Regions from separate parts of the Mus musculus genome. Here regions 2 and 3 are each linked to region 1. A link is a contact called in public promoter capture Hi-C data. All regions are on one chromosome and are shown on one strand. Each heading gives the region's core, a stretch centred on a gene start, on an enhancer-like site or on the middle of the called end of the contact. The rest is flanking DNA. Distances are from core to core; before and after follow the strand shown. Region 1 holds the start of AU020206 (expressed sequence AU020206). Region 2 holds the start of Det1 (de-etiolated homolog 1 (Arabidopsis)). Region 3 holds the start of Mrpl46 (mitochondrial ribosomal protein L46).

Region 1 (3,570 bases), core at 451-2,950:
TCAGGACAAAAACAAAAAACAAAACAAAACAAAACAAAAAACAGAAAAGGCAAACAAAACAGAACAGGACACACAGGACCAAGAAGGCAGTGTGACCTCTCCCTAGTGCCCTGGACAGGAGTTCATCTATCTCCTAAGACACTGTATCCAGATGGGATCCTAGTAGAAGAGGACCAGATGTTACGTAAGGAAAGCAATGACTTACCAATGAAGGCTCCTCATCCAGGTGCTTGCTGGGTTTCTTTTCCTGCAGCTGTGGACCTCCGAACTGAAATCAAGCCTGCAGGGGCCTTGGAACGTCTCAAGGTGCACACCCTGGGCAGTGGTGCTCTGGTACCTGAGGTTTGAAGGGAAGGGTCCAGGTTCTGAATTTGGGTAGGGATTTGTTAAAGCTACCCTCCGCCCTAGCTTAGCCCCTCCCCCCCCGCCCCCCCACCCCCCCCTCCGTCCCCCGCCCCCCCCCCCCAATTTAGCTGTAACCCTCCTGCCTCATGCTTGTCAGCCACCTCATACTGCTGACAACAGTTTGGCTCAGAGAGAGATCAAGTTGGCCATATATCCTGTTCTGTTCTGAGGTTCTTAGAAATTCCCCAACCACAGCCTTCACTTGGGACCAACCAAAATAGAAACCAGCTTCAACTGTTATGCCTAAACTAGTAACAACTTGGGAAAGGCAGACCACCTGCAGCCCGCCCAGTACCTGCTTATAAAAGCTCCCTGTGGGGTTTTAACCTCTATAAACTGACCCTAGAAAACATTCAGGGTTGTAGCTTCCAGCTGTAGAGTCTGAGCTACATCTCTGATTGATCAATCTTAGGATGTGCGTTCGATAAACTATCCCTGACTGAAATCTATGTTTATACAGTTTATGGACCCTAACAGCTTCTTATATCACTGGAGCCTCCAAAATTAATTAATTTATTAATCCCACCGAATGAGGATAAAGAACACCTTATTCCGTGCACAGCCAAGTCTGTGCACAGCTGTCTCCCCCTAAATTTCCCATACTTCTCTTATAGGACAAAACCAATGGGAGAGAGAGGTATTTTGCAAGCAGGCGGGTTTACAGAGAGCACAAGGCAGTTATAGAACTCTTCCTGGAGCACAAGGTACAAAACATCTGTCGGGCACAGCCTAACTCCAAGAAACAGAATATTAAAACTTTTACCCCAGTCGGGTCTACAAAGTGAGTTCCAGGACAGCCAGGGCTACACAGAGAAACCCTGTCTCAAAAAACAAACAAAACAAAACAAAAAACTTTTACCTAGCCGGGCAGTGGTGGTGCACGCCTTTAATCCCAGCACGTGGGAGGCAGTGGCAGGTGGATTTCTGAGTTCGAGTCCTGCCTGGTCTACAAAGTAAGTTCCAGGACAGCCAGGGCTACACAGAGAAACCCTGTCTCGAAACCCTCTAGCCCCCACCCCACCCCAAAAAACTTTAACCTAACTGAGGCAGAATCTCAAAATGACTCCTGGTCTTAAATGGAGTCCGGCTGCTATCTCGACCCAAACTCCCCGACCCAGTAAACCGGACCCACGGTTCCACACGCTTCCGGGCGCTCCTGCCGCAAGGAGGCCGTCCGGATAACGGGCACTGCGAACACGGTCGGCCAGGACTCAACCCGGTACTCACCATGCAGCTCACGCACTGCAAGTCCCTGCCGCCGCCGCCGCCGCTGACGCAGTGCTGCCGCCAAAAAGCCAATTTCTCCCCAATTCCCGCCCCATTTTATGGTTCCTAAGCACAAAAGCCAATCAGAGGCCGTAGATTTGTGACGGATGGCCCGACGAACCCATACTACAGCTGCATTTGGAGGAAGGGGTGGGCTGCCCCAGCCTCTGGTCCAGCGAGGGGCCGGGAGGGGAAAGAAAAGTTAGTGCCACCTGATTCTTTTTTTGTTTGTTTGTTTTCGAGACAGGGTTTCTCTGTATAGCCCTGGCTGTCCTGGAACTCACTTTATAGACCAGGCTGGCCTCGAACTCAGAAAAAAGAACAAAGGATTCATATATTTTTGCCTCCCACACCTAGTTAGATTGCAACGCAAATGTTTTAATCCGCCCCCACCCCCACCCAGTAAAACCCTGGTTTAGTAGTGGCGCACACCTTTAATCCCAGCACTCGGGAGGCAGAGGCAGGCAGATTTCTGAGTTCGAGGCCAGCCTGGTCTACAAAGTGAGTTCCAGGACAGCCAGGGCTACACAGAGAAACCCTGTCTCGGAAAAAAAACAAAAGCCAAAACCAAAACCAAAACCAAAACCAAATCTTGGTTTACTCAAGGCAACAAACTGCATTCCAGGAGTCCCATGGCCTGCAGCAGTGACCTTGTAAAGATGAAGCATGGTGTGAGTATCTACATCTTAAGTCAGCCACACATTCACATTTGCTGGGGCTTGATCATTATTGAAAATAAGCCAAGGGTAGATGTGTTCTGCTTCTCCCCACGCCCCTTTCCTTCTGCATGAAGCCAGCTCAGTCATCGGGGTCTCAAAGGAGGGAGGGAGGTTAAAGAAAGAAAAGACAATTAAACAACATTATAACACGACCCCAACCAGGGCTGATGTGGGTTTATTTTTCTCCAGCTTGCTTTTATGTCATCTAAGGTCAGTTCTTAGATTAAAGACAATGTAGTCAAACAAGGCAATAAACAGGATGACCAAGACACAAGGAACACAGTACATTATTCTTATCTGAGCCTCCTCCCTTGTCCTCCAAGCCAAAAGTAAATATTCTTGCCAATATCCTTGAAGCTGCATCAAGGACTCTCCACACTGTGAGTATCCACATCTTAAGTCAGCCACCTATCCACTGAGGTTTGACCATCACTGAAGATAAGCCAAGGGTCAGATGTGTTCTGTTTCTCCTCATGCCCCTTTCCTTCTGTGTGACTCAGAAATGTATTCATGCCCCTTTCCTTCTGTGTGACTCAGAAATGTATTATTAAGAGAGACCAGAAACAAAAAAAAAAGAGACCAGATACTGCCGGGCAGTGGTGGCACACACCTTTAATCCCAGCACTTGGGAGGCAGAGGGAGGCAGATTTGAGTTCAGGGCCAGCCTGGTATACAGAGTGAGTTCCAGGACAGCCAGGGCTACACAGAGAAACCCTGTCTCGAAAAACCAAAAAGAAGGAGGAGGAGGAGATGAAGTGGGGGGGAGGAGGAGGAGGAGGAGGAGGAGGAGGAGGAGGAAGAGGAGGAAGGAGGAGGAGGAGGGGGAGGAGGAGGATGAAGGAGGAGGAGGAGGAAGAAGAAGGAGAAGGAGAAGGAGAAGAAGAAGAAGAAGAAGAAGAAGAAGAAGAAGAAGAAGAAGAAGAAGAAGAAGAAGAAGCAGCTGCTGCCTCTGCTCTTTCCGAGGTCCTGAGTTCATTCAAATTTCAGCAACCACATGGCGGCTTACAACCATCTGTAATGGGATCCGATGCCCTCTTCTTGTGTGTCTGAAGACAGTGACAGCATATGGACATACATAAAATAGACAATCTTTTAAAAGGGGAAGGAGGAGGAGGAGGAAACAGAGGAGAAGGGTTTTCACCTGAAGAGTCTCTGTCACAATATCAGTTCCCAAGGCTGT
Region 2 (3,570 bases), core at 315-2,814, 3.1 Mb after region 1:
GGGAAAGGGGAAAGGAAAACCTACAGGGTGAACAGAGTATTTGCTGTCCAAATATCTGGTAAGGGGTTAATACTTAACATATTTAATGAACTCTTAGAACTCGACAAATAGCCACAAACCCAGATTCAAATACAAATGGCCAACAAAGAAGGTTTGCACATCAATAATAGAAAGAGAGAGAGAGAGAGAGAGATCTATCTCAAAAGCTTGGAGGTGGTAGTAGTGTTCTGGCAAAGGCTTTCATAAAGAGCAGCATAACAGATTCCCCAGGACCACAAAACAAACAAAACCCTTACAACACATAGTCAGGGTATTGTTTTGCAATCCTTTTGTTTCAAGCTTATCCTCATACAAGCTACATCCATTGGATAAAGATCTAAAAGGCTTGCAGAGCCGCCAGACCAGAGGGAGTCAGGTCTCTAAACTACCACCTCTGGTTGTTTTTTGGAAGGAACCCTTCCCTGAAAGCCACTCGCTCATTTGCATATTGCCTAGAGCCACTTTAGCCCTAGGAAAAGAGCAGAGTGACTGCAACAGACCACACACTGAACTCTACTATCTGGTCTTTTGTAGACACTAAATTCTTCACCTTTGAGAACTGTCTCCAATATCAGCCTCATCATCCTGTCTTTGAAGGCCTTCCTTCACTTAGTGAGACATAGATTCCAACACACTAGCCACTCAATTGCAACTCTCTGTATTTTACTAATGTGTATATTTATGGTGATCTCTCTGGGTCAAGTATACACTTATCTGTTGTATGCCCACCACAGTGCTTAACACGTAGCAAGCTTCCTTCTTAAACGGTGGGCATACCTCAAGCCATCTTCTTGGCTAACGTGGGTAACCACAGGGGAACTTTCATTTTCCGGAAGACATTCTCTCCGGTCCACGCCATAAATTCTCTCGTTGCAACGTTAGTAGTGTCAAGTTTTGGGGAAGTCTTTCTGACCACCCCACCTAAAGGACTCATCTTTTTCTTGTTTCTTTCTCTAGTCATCTGTCACATTTTTTTTTTTTAATTTACACGGTCGCTTGCATGGTTGTGTTTAATGTTTGAGTCTCCTCGTTGAACTGTACCCTCTCTAATGGAAGTAACCAGGTCTACTTCGGTCACCGCGGTATACTCTTCCAGCCCTGGGGCTGGCACATGGTAGACGCTTTGGTGCGGTGCGGTCTGAAACGAAAGCCTGGCTAAAGCGGGTCACTAATTGTGTGAACGCAAGGTTTATTCCTCGTTGGAGCAAGTGCACATGTCCCCACACTCTTGGCGACTGCTTCCAAAACAAGAAAAGGATGCCAAGAGGCAGACACACATGCCCATGGTCGCCCCCGGAAAGAAAAGCCCAGGGCGGGGCCTCCCCGGGCAAAGCCGGGGGCCGGAGCTCCTGAGACCCGGCGAGCATGCGGGGAGGAGCCCGCCGCGGAGCTCTCGCGGGCCGCAAAGGGCAAGTCCTCACCTGTCGAGTCCTGGCTCATGGGGCCAGGGCAAGGGTCGCCCTAGCCTGCTCCGCGCACACCTCCCCCGGCCCCGCCCCCACCATGCCTCGGGACCCCGGCGTCGGCAGCCACCAGCCCGGGTTTCCGCCCGCTACCGGAAGCGCTGCGCAGCGAGAAGGGAAGATCGGAAGATCGAGACGCCATGCAGCTAAGGAGCGGCGCAGCGCACCCTGGCGTCCGGAGGAGAGATCGAGACCATAGAGGCTGGATAAGCCCCGGACCAAGTGATCCAAGGCACGTTCATAACTACTATGAGTAGGAGTTAAGTTTTCACCTGCTTCTTGCATACTGGTGGAAGATGGATTATACATGCACCATGTCACTGCGTTTTCCATGCTCGTGGTTGCACGTGGGGATACAATAAAAGCTTCTGTACTAAATGAATCCAATACCATTGACTGGCCTTTTCACCTACACGTTACTTCATTTAATTTTCTTTTTTCTTACAAGCTATTTCTTCCCTGTGAGTCGGTGGCTTCTCTCCTTTGTGCTTGCGTGTGTGTGTGTGTGTGTGTGTGTGTGTGTGTGTGTGCGCGCGCGCGCGTTTGTATTTGGGTGTATGGTTTATTTTTGATGCTTTGGCAGGAAACCAAACCCAAAATATCTTCTCTTAAGGCTTCTGGGTAGCCACCGCCACTGTTCACCCACCACTGTCAAATATCTGTTTCTGTTGATGTGTATTGCTTTGTTGTGTCTCTCCTCCCTTTGGTAGATTATAAACTGAGAACAGGGATTTTTGTCTTATTTTCTGTTCCAGCCCCACCTCCCACCCCATAACAAGGTTTGACATCTTATAGAATCTCAGTAAATATTCCATCAGTAATCCATTGTGGTCTATCTCTTCTGGACCCCCATGCCATCTCCATTCTATATCCCCAGCTCTTCTGAGACATAGGATATAGAATTAGAGGCTAGGTTGAGCCTTGCTCTCTCTCCCAACCCTCTCCATACCCAAAGGACTCAGAGAATGAATATCTCTGCAGACCAACACATGAGAAAGGGATATGTGTTGACTTTGACCAGGGAGAGAGGAAAATTAAGGTCTAAAGGGGAAAGGTGACTTGGGGATATAGACTGACTATGAAGAGAATGATAGGTTTCTGGCCCAGTCCTACCATTTCCAGGCTCAGTATTCTTAGGTGCTGGCTTTAGAAACCTCATGCCTTTTTCTGGAAAATGACTATACCTGCCTCTTAAGGTTATCCCAAGTATTAAACCTGTTAGCCCTAAATACTTGAAGTCTTGATAAAATATTACTAAAGCTTTCCAGCCACAACTCTCTTCCTTTCCCATGATGAAACTGAGACCCAAAGGGGACATACATCTCTTGCACAAGTTCATACAAGAATAAGAGCCAGTAGGGGTGGGGCCACAGATTATAACCCCAGCATTTAGGAAGGGAGGCAGAGGAATCAGTAGCTCAAGGCCTGTCTTGGCTGCACAGCAAGTTGACCTTGGCTACATGACACCTTGCCCCAAAGCAAAGCAAAATAAACATGGGACAGGGCTGTGCTAATACTCAAGGCATCAGGTCAGATCCCAACTCGGACAGGTGGGTCCCCATGTGGCTTCAAGACACGCATCAGCTTCTCCGAGTCTGGGTTTTTCTTTTTGTATTTTTCATCTCTAATGTGTACAGTGTTCTGACTTCGTTGTAGAGAGGTCAGATAGAAGGATAAATTTAAACTAGCAAAAGCTTTGAACTTGGAAATAGTTCAAGCCTGCTCCTTCAGTTCTGGGCCTGGGGTTTGAAGGTAGGCGTTCCTTAATAACTGCTGTTTAGGATTAGAAAGCAAACTCTCCCTTCTGTGTGGTTGTGGTAGGGGCAGGGTAGGGTCAACCTTCAGAGGGACTCCACCCTTATCTCATGCGGAACAAAAATAACTCAAAATGGATCTAATCCACAAGTCAGGCTAAGCCCTGGGAAGACATCTTAGACATAATTTATTGTAACCTTGGGTTAGTCAACAGCTTAGAGGAAAGCAAAAAGGAAGCACGTATCAATGACTTCCTTAAAAAAAAATAGTTGTTGTATTCCAAAGGACAGTTATTAGAGTATAAAGTTAAAGC
Region 3 (3,570 bases), core at 285-2,784, 3.0 Mb after region 1:
TGGTCTGAATACAGGCTTCTCTCTACCTCGATCTGGGAAAGGGAAAAGGAAAAGGAAGAAGAAAAAAAACAAAGCTTCTGTGACCTTGACAGGCTCAGACGTACAACTCTTAACACAATCAGAAATAGAATGAAACACTATACAGATTTAAAAAAAAAAAGCCCACTGGATTGTAAGTAGGCAGTAGGAGAACTTCATTAAGACTGTCAAGGAGAACAGAGGGCACTGAAGACCCACTTCCCACACACTAGGTCTACTCGTCTCTGATCAGCATCTATTCAAGGACTTTCCTGCCATGAAGACTTTCCAACATCCTTCTTCCTAGTCTCTCTTTCTCCTCATGCCATTTCTTCCAGATTTCTATCCATCCTTCTTATTTCAACTCAAATACCTCTTTCTCAGAAAGATATTCCTGGATACTTCTCAGGAAAATAAAACCTATGTGGTCCTGTGTAAAACTCTTCTAGTACTCTATGTTTTCCTTAATAGCACTTACCAAAGTCTATAATTAGTCATAAGACTGGTTACTGATTGTATCCCTAATTCCAGTACCTGGAAACTCTCTGCGAAGCAGAGCGATGTGCCTGTCACATCCACAACTGCCTATCACTTTGCACACAGACGCACAGTATTGGCTACGAATACCTTTATGGTGAAAGAAAAAGGACTACCAAAAAAAAAAAAAAAAGTCAAGTGAGTGAATACATTGAGCAAAAAGCACTGACGGGAGTTTCCATTAGTATTCTCCAGACAAAAGCCTTTTGGAGTCTAGGGATACGGAAGACCTTCCATCACTATCTCCTGACCCAACAGCAACAACACTTGGGTTTTTTGTCTTTCACAGAAATTGCTCCCTGAGGTAAAGCAAACTTTACCGCATTATCTTAAGGATGTGCCCACAGTCACCACGACTTTCGTCCTAACATCACAAACACTTCTCTATAGTCTGAGAGCTCCTAAGTTAAAGGGAGTGATTCCTGTTTGCCCCCGGATCCCTACAGTATTGAATGAACAAGAAGGAAGCTATCCACACCGAATGATCAAGAGAAAACAAGCCAACTAAACTCTTTCAACACCTGCTATATCCTAACCCAACTCAGTACGGTAACTTCATCTTGCAGATGTCACTAAAGGTCGAGAAATGAAACGTTTGCTCAAGGTCACACGAAGTACCAGAGTCTCCATGGAAATCAAGACCTCCTTGATACTGTTGCTTCCCTCCGCCGCACCAGGAAGCCCGTGACTGCCTTACCTGCTGTAATAGACCCGCCATCTCTTCCTGCAATGGAGTGAGCGCCTTGGTGATCAGCGGTGGCCGCTGCAGACACAAGGCGCCCGACAAGCGCCATGGAGACCGGCTGCTTGAGGACGCAGCCTCAAGGGACAAGCCACGAGAACTACCTGCCCAGAACCTGTCAAGCTGCCGCCAGCCTCTAGCCAGCCCTAAAAGAGTACGCCCTACGGGCGCCGCCATCTTTCTGTCTTCCCACAAGGTACCGCGGCGCCCGGCAGAGCCCTCAGCCAACCCCAGGTTCCCATGAGGCAACGCGGGCCGGCGAGGGGCGGGTTTACCGAGTGGAATGAACCATTCCCTTTGGGGGAGGTAGGTGAAATTCTAGTGTTAGACCACTAGAAAGGGGAAAGTTCCTACATAAATGGTTTTATAGAGCTTTAAATTTGAAGAAAAAATACTTACAGGACTATTTAAGAGCAATCAGGTGATTTCCTGTCTGTGAGCACCCCCACAGAGGCTCATGGTGCTGGCTCGAGCTAAGCCAAGCGCCGCGGAGGGTCAATTTCAGTCATGCAGGTTTTAAGAAACTCCGGGTCGTGGCTCCTGCGGTCCTGGGCTGGACATGGAATGACCAGGTAAGGATTACTCTTTCGAACCCACTGTCACTCTCGAGCCTGCCCGCCTACCTTCCTTCCAGACCTATGTGCCACTTGAACCCCCCAAAATACCGTTAATCCAGTCCCTCATCGTACTCTCTCTCTCTCTCTCTTTTTTTGCCCCCCAGGTTTGTGGGCATTGCCCCAGCTAAGAATATCCACACCGGAGCCCCGAGATTAGAAGACTCAGCTGCCAGGCAGAACACTGAAAGGGAAGCGGCTCCAAGTCGCTTCAGGTGAGGGTAAGTGGATGCAGCGCTCTGGAAAGTTGCATCCTGTGACTTCTGCCCGACACCGTCCAAAATCATAGAAAAAGTTAATTCCTGGCTGTCATTTGCCATCTGTGGGAGCTTGTGCAAATCAGCACACTATACGTGGAGATAATGCTTAGAGGGGTTGTTGGGAAAATAGAGGGATGAGCAGGGGCATAAGGTAGCTGTTCAATTAGCAACTGTTAGCTAAGTGTCCAATGTATATAAATACCAGCTTTCTTTTCCTTGTGAGATAAGCTTTAGATCCGACTAGCAGCTTTCTCTGCCTCCAACATAAAATGTCTTGAAGAACCACACTAACTGCACATCTAGATTGTGCCTTTCTTAATTTCGTGCCTAGCCCTGGGACCTGGCATCCTGCAGCATCCCACTAGTAGAAATACTTAATATGCAGGCGGTATATATGTTCACTTACCTTCACATCTGTTTAACAGTTACAAAAGCTACTACTACCTGTTGAGTACCAGGATAAATACAGGAAATATAGGTTATGTCTCCCCAGAAGTAGTACACAACTTGCAAAAACAACACACAGGCAAATGTATTAACCATAATCTGATCAAAAGGATAATAGAGGTAAGAACTGGCTGGACATTTAAGAGAGTAAGGCACACTTGAGGAATTCAGGAAAGACTAAGTACCGTGGACTGTGGAAGTGACTAGGATCTCAGCTGGACAAGATCATTGTGATCGTGGCAGGCAAGGGTAACGTCTGTGGAAAGGCAGGCTGTCAGAACTGGCTTGTGATGCCTCTAGAAAGGCATTTCGGAACCTGTGGGTTGCAACCCCTTTGGGGTTCCTAAGGCCATCAGAAAACACACATACATACGTTACGATTCATAACAGTAGCAAAATCACAGTTAGGAAGTAGCAACGAAAATAATTTTATGGCTGGGGGTCACCACAGTATAAGGAACTGTATTAAAGGGTCACAGCATTAAGAACACTGAGGACCACTGCTCTAGAAGGATCCAAATGGCAGAGGACAGCCCTGTCTCCCTAGAGCTTTTACACTTTATCCCCTGCAGGCAACGAGGAGCTACTGATGGAATTTGATCCAGGACCGTTGTAGCCGTTCATTTGGCAATCCCAGACACTACTAGGATTGTTGGGGTTCTGTCCCTGCTCCAACAGTAAAGCAGGCAATCAGGCATAGCCGTATCTGTCCAGTTCTGGGACGAGTTGATGCCATGTCATTCACTCACTCATTCATTCGTTCATTCATTCATTCATTTTTAGGATGGCCTTGCTGTGCAGCCCAGGCCACCCTCAGACTCACAATCCTCTTGCCTTGGCCTCTTGGGTGCCTGAATTACTAGAGCATGCCCCAGCCTCAGCCTTACTCTTTAGGGAGTCTATAACCACTGTGTTGATGTGAAGCCATGGGGAGCAAGAATGGAAGCTGAGA

What was found. Promoter capture Hi-C pulls out the DNA fragments that hold promoters and counts their contacts.
Region 2: a contact with region 1 is called in a promoter capture Hi-C map of pre-B cells. The contact joins the promoter of Det1 here to the promoter of AU020206 in region 1. A contact is called at or near these places in 4 of 39 promoter capture datasets (cranial neural crest, frontonasal cranial neural crest, pre-B cells and 1 more).
Region 3: a contact with region 1 is called in a promoter capture Hi-C map of pre-B cells. The contact joins the promoter of Mrpl46 here to the promoter of AU020206 in region 1. A contact is called at or near these places in 6 of 39 promoter capture datasets (cranial neural crest, hippocampal neurons, liver and 2 more), 1 of 484 Hi-C or Micro-C datasets (B cells) and 3 of 115 datasets of contacts at active chromatin or transcription factors (embryonic forebrain, embryonic stem cells and stem cell-derived neural progenitor cells).

The regions. Positions count from the first base shown.
Region 1 is chr7:75,780,420-75,783,989 of GRCm38.p6, forward strand. AU020206 (expressed sequence AU020206) reads right to left here and starts at 1,701. Exons shown (of 3, transcript NR_165329.1): 1 at 1,633-1,701; 2 at 206-337. RefSeq lists a cis regulatory region at 1,322-2,064.
Region 2 is chr7:78,845,647-78,849,216 of GRCm38.p6, forward strand. It overlaps Det1 (de-etiolated homolog 1 (Arabidopsis)), which reads right to left and starts at 1,565. Exons shown (of 5, transcript NM_029585.3): 1 at 1,461-1,565.
Region 3 is chr7:78,781,555-78,785,124 of GRCm38.p6, forward strand. It overlaps Mrpl46 (mitochondrial ribosomal protein L46), which reads right to left and starts at 1,535. Exons shown (of 4, transcript NM_023331.2): 1 at 1,253-1,535; 2 at 1-32. The coding sequence starts at 1,474. It overlaps Mrps11 (mitochondrial ribosomal protein S11), which reads left to right and starts at 1,577. Exons shown (of 6, transcript NM_026498.2): 1 at 1,577-1,869; 2 at 2,019-2,126. The coding sequence starts at 1,805.